Linked DNA regions of Mus musculus: all the other regions are linked to region 2. A link is a contact called in public Hi-C and HiChIP or PLAC-seq data. All regions are on one chromosome and are shown on one strand. Each heading gives the region's core, a stretch centred on a gene start, on an enhancer-like site or on the middle of the called end of the contact. The rest is flanking DNA. Distances are from core to core; before and after follow the strand shown.

Region 1 (2,700 bases), core at 54-2,553, 570 kb after region 2:
AAATTATTAACAGTAATCACTACAATATGGAAGAGAGTGGACAGAGGAGAAATTTACAAGTCAGGGGTAAAAGGTAAACTTGGACATCCTGCTCTGTATCCCAGACCCTTAGTAAAAGGCAAGTCGCTCTGCTTTTCAGGGTCTTTGTCTTTTCAAATGAAAAGACAAAGCCTGCCCAAATCTTTCAGTATCATGCAACTGTGACTGGCTAAGCAGGGGAGAGTCCCTGTCAGTGTCCCCCAGGTGACATAATCCAAAGGAAAATGTGGGTTTCAGCATCGCACAGTCACTGAACCATTCAGCTTCTGCACCCTAATTGGCAGCTTTCTAAGCAACTTCTCCCGGTTCTCATTTTCTCCGGGCAGTAGAGTATACTTTGGCATCAGAATGGGAGGCTTGGGGTGGTCGCCCGGTTTCTTTCCCTCCAGTGGATGGGGCATCATGGCCTTAAACCAGAACCATCTGTGCAAAATGACTGGGAGGCACACAAAGTGCCGGAACCACAAAATTCCAGCTTTGCTTTTGGCTTTCTGGCAAGAAAAGACTGAAAAGTCGGCTCTCGTTTCTCCAAATATTTCTCGCCACAGAGTCTGTGCAGACTGCCTCCAACTCTCCATCGGCAAACCTGGGCAGTTTGGGGACTTTGTTTTGCTTTGTTTTGTTTTTAGTTCGGTTGTTTGGTTGGTTGGTTGGTTGGGTTTTTTTTTTGTTTGTTTGTTTGTTTGTTTTTTGTTTTTGTGGCCTGCTCTCAAATGGTTTTGGAGGCATTGGCAGAACGCACATTAAGGCCATAGTATTGGCTGAGAGTCAGATGATTTCTTTTTCAAAAAGGAGAAACTTCATAAGCCTTACCTTGTGCACACACAGGTGTATAGAAGAAAAAAAAAATGTGGTTTTTCTTCTTGCATTCAGGACTCACTCGCCTCGGCCCAAATTTGAAAAACAGGTTGGGTTTTAGGGGTGTTGCTTTTTTAAATGTTGTTTCTGGTTATTTGGTTTGGTTTGGTTTAGTTTGGGATTTTTCCCCTCACTAAAGTTGTCTGCTAAATACTTGAGGTAAAATCCAGAGACCTGAAGTCTTTGGCCTACTGTCTGTGCCATCTGCACACCTGCATGGTGACACTCAAGAGTCCTGTATGACAACTGATGGGGACCACAGTTCGCTTGGCTCACTGGAGTGGTACCAAGAGAGTTACAAAACAGCGAGAGCTTCCGAACCCGTCACTCTCCTCTACACCACAGAAAGGCTTAAAGATCCAAAGCAAACCGGAGCTTGCTCAAGTTTCAGAGATGTCAAGTCATGTGGTCTAAGGCGAACAAATGTTTCTGGCTATAAATACTCAACAGAGTGTTCCAGCTCACTCAGCCAAAACCTAAACGCTGTGAGGTTTCACCCAAACGAATGGTTCCTTAAATAAACACAACGTCAGGGCAAAAGTGAGCAGCAAAACTTGCAATCAAGGACTGACACGAGAGGCGCCGTCTCGTGGAAGAGAGAGGCTGCACCTGGACGGCTGGTAACAAAAGTTAACCGAGGGCCCTTAGCAGGGCAGGCAGTGGCCAAGCAAGCCCTAGTCCCTCAGTGTGTTAACCCTCCCTCAGGTCCGCCAGGATGAGGACACTACCATCCAACACCATTGATGCGGGAAAGCCAAGCCCCCAGATAAATAAGAAAACCTAGCACATCATGGACGTCAAGGGTGTCTGGTGGCAAAGCCACTGGCCCTCTGTGCCAGGACCCACTGTGCCCAGCAAGGTCAAGAATGCTGGTCTTACCCTGGATTCTTCATCACTGGGAGGCATCCATGTCTTGGGAACCACTGAGTTTAGGGCTGCAGAGACAAAATGCCACAAACCAAGTAATTTAACACAACAGACACATTCTCTTACCATGCCCAGAACCATAGAAAATACACACTCTCTCTCTCACACACACACACTCCATACACATACACACTCATAAGCACACCACACTCCCACAGACACACAGTCACATGCACACCACGCTCAAACACACACACACATACATTCACATGCACATCCCACACACATACTCTACACACTCCAAACACACCACACACTCTCTCTACACACACACACTACACAATCACATATACACCACACACTCACATGCACACTCACACACACACACACACACACAAGAATTTTTAAATTTATAACTGGTAAATAAAACTCAAAGCAAGGAAGCTGTAAAAAGTACACGGGGGAAAGAAAACCCATCTGGGCAAGAGGTATTTGCATATTCTGTTAGATATACTTCCTGCCAGGTGTGTGCAGCACATGGCCAGTTGCAAATTTGATTATTGGAGAAATTTTGAAAAGTTAGATGCCTGCTGAACCCCCAGGGTTCTTTTCCCCTGCCTTCCACTGCTCCCTGATGCAATATTACATGGCTGTGTTTTATCCTCCAATTTCTGTCATCTTCCTAGAAATGCATGGTTTGCCTAAGTGTGGAGCATGAAGGCCTAACTCCCTCAGCTTGCAAGAATACTAAACTAAGTAGGAATTGTTTTGGTGTGTGTGTGTGTGTGTGTGTGTGTGTGTGTGTGTGTGTGTGTGTGTGTGTTGATGATGATGATGATCAATTTTGATTAGCACATACAGTACTGGCTTTCACTGTGACATTTCCAAGAGTCATTTGTTTTTGTTGATTTTACTTCTCCTCCTTAGCCCCACCCT
Region 2 (2,893 bases), core at 213-2,712:
AAGAAACGCAATGCGACAAGTTCGGAGTCTCGGGCGGGCTCGGAGAGCCAAGGTTCGGGCTGAAACTCTGGCTGGGCTCAGCGGACCTTATAGACGACAGCTCTTCGAAATCCTGGGTTTTGTTCCGCGATCTCCCATATCTCGCTATTGTGATAGGGGTAGACCTGTGTATGTTCATGAGTGTGAGGATCGCACACGACAAAACAAACAAACAAACCAAAAAACCCCTCTGGAGAGATGGATGAGCCGCGCCGGTGCAGGCGCCTCGGTGCTACCGACTTAAAAGGATCAAGAAGGGAGGGGACCCGTCTGGGGCTCCGTGGAGGAAGAGTTAAGAACTAGCCCCCAGATGGGCGCTGCAGGGCTGGTCCCCGGCTGCGAGCCCCGCTCCCGGGGGTGCTCGCTCTGCGGACAACTCGGGTCCTTTTGTTACCCAGAAGCTGCCAGCGCGGTGCAGAACCGCACGCTGGACTCAGTGGGTCTCTGTTCGCAGCGTGGATCTGGACGAGTGAGCGTGCCTCTGGGGTGAGGAGCTGCAGCGCCGGGCTTCTGAGCGATCCCCAGCTGAGGATCCGCAGACCGGGCGGAGAAGCCCTGCGTGGAGTTTGTGCAGTCTTCAGGGAGCGCGCGGCGCCGGCTCGCCCTCCACGCGTTAGAAACCAAACAAAAAGAAAAAGGAAATAAGCTCGGGTCTACCGGCTCACGCCGCGCGGCAGCCAGAATCCGCGCTGCACCCCCCTCTTTTTGGTGGAAAGGGTGGGGGGCGTGTAAGGGGGGTGCTAGAGAGGGCAGTTACCTAAGTCTTAACTGTAGATGGCGTCTGAGGCTTTTCCAAAAAATCGCAGAGCTGTCTCTCTCAAGAAAAAAAAAAAAAGACAGAAAAAAAAAATTGCAAAGGCGCTTTTAACTTGGGGCGGTCAGCAGTGGCAACAAAAGATTGCAAAAGCTGAGTAGGGAGTGCGCGGAGTAGGGCAGGCACAGGTACCGCGACAAAGCCCAAGGCAGAGCCCGCGCGGTCAGCACTAGCTCTTGCTGTCGCTGCTCACGTCCCAGATCCTCCTCCGATGAAGCAAGAAGTGCGGGCGGTGACCTGGGGGGTACCAGCAGCAGGAGCTTTCCGGGGGTCCTGCAGGAGCTGCCAGCAGATGCTCCCCGGACTCCGTCAACCCGCGGCGTTCCTTTTCCGCTGCACAACTGGGTCTTGAGCCTTGAAACAATTTGCAAACCACTCTTGTCTCCCGATGCCTTGCGACCAAATTGCACGGCGGGGTTTGCTCTGCAGGAAAAATAAAAATCGACGGCTTGTCTTCTTTTCTTATTATTTTTTTTTTCTTGCCACCCAGAAGTAGGAGAGGACCGTGTATTTAAAAATTAAAGGGGATGGCCACGGCGCCCTAGGCCAATCCCGGCGCTCAAGCACGCCCGCATCCCCGGGCGAGGCGGTATTAATAGTTACTTACGTGGCCGGGGATCTCGGAGCGAGCCCGGCTGTGTGTGCGCGTATGTGTGCGCGCGCGCCTCGCTTGCTCGCGCTCGGTCTCCCCATTCAATGTCACCGACACATTTCCACAGAGCCCCCGCCCTCTTCGCCGGCCCCGCCCTACCCACGCCCCGGCCCCTGTCATTGAGCCCGGAGCCCATCAATCAGCGGCGCCGCTGCCAGTGCGCGCGCGGCTCCCCTGCGCCCGCCGGCGGCCAGGGCTGCTGCCGCCACTCCTGCAGTGCCCCCACTGGGGGCGCCAGCCTCGCCCCCGGATGGCTCGGCCAGGCGCGAGGTAAACAGTGCTTTATATCCTTCCGCAGTCCAAGGGCTCTGGGCTCCCCTGGCCTGCTGTTCGCGCTGCAGCGACAGGGATGCTGGACTGTGTATCTGCCACCGTCGCCACGCAACACCGGCAGGCTCAGGTCAACTTTGAGACTTAGATCCTCTTCCCCGGGATTTTCCGCAGAAAGCCTCGCATCTTCTGGGTACCGGGCACCCCTCTGCTGCTATGTTAACCTGAACAAGCAGTTCCCCGCGGGTTTTAAAAAAAATGAAGGATTCTTGCAGCCCACAGTCTCTAGAATTAGTTTTATTCTTTCTCTCCGGTTGCTTATCATTTCAACAGAAGTCCATTGTGAGCTTGTAGTTAGTGTCACCACCCCTCCCCCACTTACCAGTTATAGGATTGGGGATCCTTTCAGAGTCTTTTGACTTCAGGACAAGGTCTTTGGGGAGAGCTCAGGAACACACACCTTTGCACCCACACTTCCAGCAAAGGATGTTGGCTCCTAGCCAAGGAGTCAGGCTTCTCCAGCCCCGGCATCTCAGTATTTAGGCCAAGAACACATTCAATACCGGGTTCAACGGAAGGCTGCACTTTGACCCTTGCTTATTCTTAACTTCCTGGGAAGGTTCTGGACCATTGGCTTGAACAGACCTGGGGAAAGTTCAGACCACAGCTTAAGCCTCTTGACTTTACCTAATGCATCCTGGTAAGAGTAGCAATGTAGCAGGGGAAAACAGAAAGAGAAAGAAGCAACCAAGGTCTGGGGCAAGACTGCTGGGCTTACTCTTGAGTTTTTACCCGCATAAGGCACCTCTTTCTATGAGGGAGGTCACTCTGTAACAATATTCTGCACTACCACTTTTGAACAGAAATAGAGAACTAGTTATAATTATACTTAACCGGGACAATAGTGGCTCTAATGATCAGGAGTTCCCTGAGGGTTGTTTCAGAGTAGTGAATGGACCTTGCTTGTTCAGCTAGCCACCCTAGAGGACAGATCTTGAGAAGAAACTAAAATGCCCCATGTCTTCTCATAGATCTCCCATCCTTCTCCCCACTCATCTGCCTTAAACTCAGACTCTGATCCCTAAACTGTCCCTTAAGGGGACCACAGCTTGAGGAAG
Region 3 (2,700 bases), core at 117-2,616, 530 kb after region 2:
CAGTGGTGGTGCATGCCTTTAATCCCAACATTTGGGAGGCAGAGGCAGGCAGATTTCTGAGTTTGAGGCCAGCCTGGTCTACAGAATGAGTTCTAGGACAGCCAGGGCTACAGAGAAACCCTGTCTCAAAAACAAACAAACAAACAAACAAAAACAAAAAACAAAAAACAAAAACAAAAGAAAGAAAGAAAGAAAGAAAGAAAGAAACCCAAACTAAGACAAACAGTTTTCACTCTTAACTGTGGAGCCATCTCCGCACCTCATAACTCTTAGTTCTTACAAGGCAGGAGTTACAGTCTCATCTGTGTACTTTGTTGTTGTTGCGTGTTTCCAGAGTTTTACCAAGAAACATTGCCCAGACCAAAGCTATAACACTTTGTCTGCATTTTCTTCTAGACTAGCAGTTCTCAGTCTGTGTATCATCACACATCAGATATCCTGCATATCAGACATTTACATTACATTTCATAACAGTAGCAAAATTACAGCTACAAAGTAGCAATGAAAATAATTGTATGGTTGGGGTCACCATAACATGAGAAACTGTATTAAAGGGTCACAGCATCAGGAGGGTTGAGAAGCACTGCTCTAGAGATTTGTGTTTCATGCTTTTAACCATTTTGCATGTATGTTTTTTTGTAAAGTATGAAATACAGTACCAATTTCATTCTTTTGAACGTAGAGAATCAGTTTCTAAACACCTTGAAGAAAATCTTCCCTTCCCCCACCCCATCCTACCCACCACTGTATGTTCTTCCCACCTTTATCAAAAAGCAACTGACTGTAAGTAAACACTTGTGTTTTTTTCTAGACTTCCTGCCCTGTTCCTTTGGTTGATGTGTCTGTTTTGTCACCAGATCTGTGCTGTTTCATTACAATGGGACTGTAATGACGTTTGGAAGTCAGGAGTGTGACGTCTCCTGCTTTGCTTGTTTTTCTCACAATTGCTCTGGCCATCCAGCATCTCTGCCATGAACGAGCTTCTGGGCAGAAAAGGAGGAAGAGTAAAGCGAATCCTCAGCCTGAAAGAACATGTTTGCAAGCCACACCTTTGGCAAGAGCTTAACACCCCAAATATATAAGAAACTCAAACAATACAATATGCAAAAACCAAACAGCCTTCTACCACCCAGGTGGCAGCTGAAACGTTTAATCCCAGCAACATGGCAAGCAAATACAAGAGAGCCAGGACTTCAGGGATCACCTCAGCTACACATTCAGTTCACGAGTTCAAGACCTAGGTGTTGTGGATGGCCCTGGTGCTGTTGTATTTTGATGTTAATTCTGCTTCCCCAGGAGGGGCTAGATGGACTCATGAGTCACATACTCAGGTGACTCCTTGTGAATCATCCCCAAATAAATAAATAGAGGCATCAATCACTGGGCAAGTAGGCGGGACTTCAGGGTTGGATGGGGGAAGAGAGGAGGAAGGAGAGAGTTAGAGGCTTTTTGGACAGAAATAGTGAGAGGGCAAGATGTAGTTACTAGTGTCTCCTGGTGGATTCGCCACTGAGGGTTTAGATTTAATATGACTTACAATATTAGGATTCTAGTTGTTGCACCCAGTGATTGAGTTACCATTGTTTCTGAACTAAGTTTGTGAGGTGTTTTTCCTTCATGTGGTATCTCAAGTAGGTTTCAGAGAGAAAGATATAGTGGCAAAGCATAGCTTTGCAAGATGTGTACCACAAATGCCATGGGGGTTTTAATGCATGGGGCTGGCGTGGTAACAACTCACCAGTGGGAATTTAGTTATCTGGGTGGAGAGATTTTGGAGCTCTGAGTCTGAGAGACTCCATGAGATAAGAACTGGCTGGCTGGGGCTGAGAGTAGCTGGGAGAAGTGCAGGAACTTGGAATTCTTTTTATTATTTCCTGCAACACCTGGGCTACTTGAAACTTCAAACAAGAAAGAAATACCAAGTTTACAGTGGGGCCAAGGATTTATTATATCTAAAATGTATGTGAAAATATGTTCAGTGTCCCGTGTCATGAGAGGCATACAGATTAAAATCACTATATGATCATCAGCACATTCGCTGGTGAGGCTCTTATCAAAAAGACGGGAGATGGCAGGTGTGGGGAATATGGAAAAGAGGGATCTTTGCATGCTGTTGGTGGAAAGGCAGATCAGTAAAGCCATTTTCAAACATAGCATTCATTCAAAAGATGCCTAAAGACCTAAAAACAGAAGTAATATGTGATCCAGGGGCTCAACTTCTAGGTGGAAGGGGTGACAGACAGATAGATTATAGACAGATAATAAATTAGATAGATAGATAGAGAGAGATATGAGGAATAGGTAGGTAGGGATATAGATAGTAGATAGATACTCAAATGAATGTAAAAACATGTTAAAGAGTTATTTACATTTCTGTGTTCATGCCAGTACAATTAACAAAAGCTGACATTTGGATGCAAACTTTGTGTCCATCGGGAGAAAAGTGGATAAAAAATAAAACGTAACATAATACAAATATGACAAGGGAGAAACCTTGTCATTTACAATATAGGTGGAACTTGGAGACATTTTGCTAAGTGAAAGAAGTCAGGTGCAGAAAAGCATTTTGAGATCTTATATGTGAGCTGTAAAAAAGTAGTGGTAATAATAATAATAATAATAATAATAATAATAATAATAATAATAATAACACCCCACAGGGTTGTTGGATAGAAAAGGGAAACCAAAGAATAGAGTGGA

The links. Hi-C and Micro-C count contacts between places; a contact is called where the count stands out from the background. HiChIP or PLAC-seq counts read pairs in DNA pulled down with a chosen protein or histone mark.
Region 1: a Hi-C map of centrocytes shows a contact between it and region 2, with 3 times the contacts expected there. The contact joins the enhancer-like site here to the promoter of Trib2 in region 2. A contact is called at or near these places in 17 of 39 promoter capture datasets (the 3T3-L1 cell line, 3T3-L1-derived adipocytes, the C10 cell line and 12 more), 4 of 15 datasets of contacts at CTCF or cohesin (the NIH/3T3 cell line, large pre-B cells and pro-B cells), 29 of 484 Hi-C or Micro-C datasets (B cells, the C10 cell line, CD4 T cells and 17 more), 20 of 115 datasets of contacts at active chromatin or transcription factors (SST interneurons, T-cell acute lymphoblastic leukemia, bone marrow-derived macrophages and 16 more) and 2 of 9 other capture datasets (embryonic stem cells and liver).
Region 3: a FOXA1 HiChIP or PLAC-seq map of pancreatic cancer cells shows a contact between it and region 2. The contact joins the enhancer-like site here to the promoter of Trib2 in region 2. A contact is called at or near these places in 17 of 39 promoter capture datasets (the 3T3-L1 cell line, 3T3-L1-derived adipocytes, the C10 cell line and 11 more), 3 of 15 datasets of contacts at CTCF or cohesin (the NIH/3T3 cell line, large pre-B cells and pro-B cells), 5 of 484 Hi-C or Micro-C datasets (adipose-derived mesenchymal stem cells, embryonic fibroblasts, embryonic stem cells and 2 more), 26 of 115 datasets of contacts at active chromatin or transcription factors (the NIH/3T3 cell line, T-cell acute lymphoblastic leukemia, astrocytes and 18 more) and 2 of 9 other capture datasets (embryonic stem cells and liver).

The regions. Positions count from the first base shown.
Region 1 is chr12:16,382,343-16,385,042 of GRCm38.p6, forward strand. No RefSeq gene overlaps it. Among named protein-coding and RNA genes, the nearest start is that of Gm36372, 150 kb to the left of the region's middle. Within about 2 kb of position 1,304, at least 45 of the 459 cell types and tissues checked have an H3K27ac peak or open chromatin away from gene starts, as enhancers often do. A contact at or near this core is called in B cells, the CH12 cell line, centroblasts and 5 more, where this site is marked.
Region 2 is chr12:15,815,323-15,818,215 of GRCm38.p6, forward strand. It overlaps Trib2 (tribbles pseudokinase 2), which reads right to left and starts at 1,463. Exons shown (of 3, transcript NM_144551.5): 1 at 1-1,463. The coding sequence starts at 178. It overlaps Gm5432 (a long non-coding RNA gene), which reads left to right and starts at 1,615. Exons shown (of 3, transcript XR_001780551.2): 1 at 1,615-1,775.
Region 3 is chr12:16,342,850-16,345,549 of GRCm38.p6, forward strand. No RefSeq gene overlaps it. Among named protein-coding and RNA genes, the nearest start is that of Gm36372, 110 kb to the left of the region's middle. Within about 2 kb of position 1,367, at least 8 of the 459 cell types and tissues checked have an H3K27ac peak or open chromatin away from gene starts, as enhancers often do. A contact at or near this core is called in pancreatic cancer cells, where this site is marked.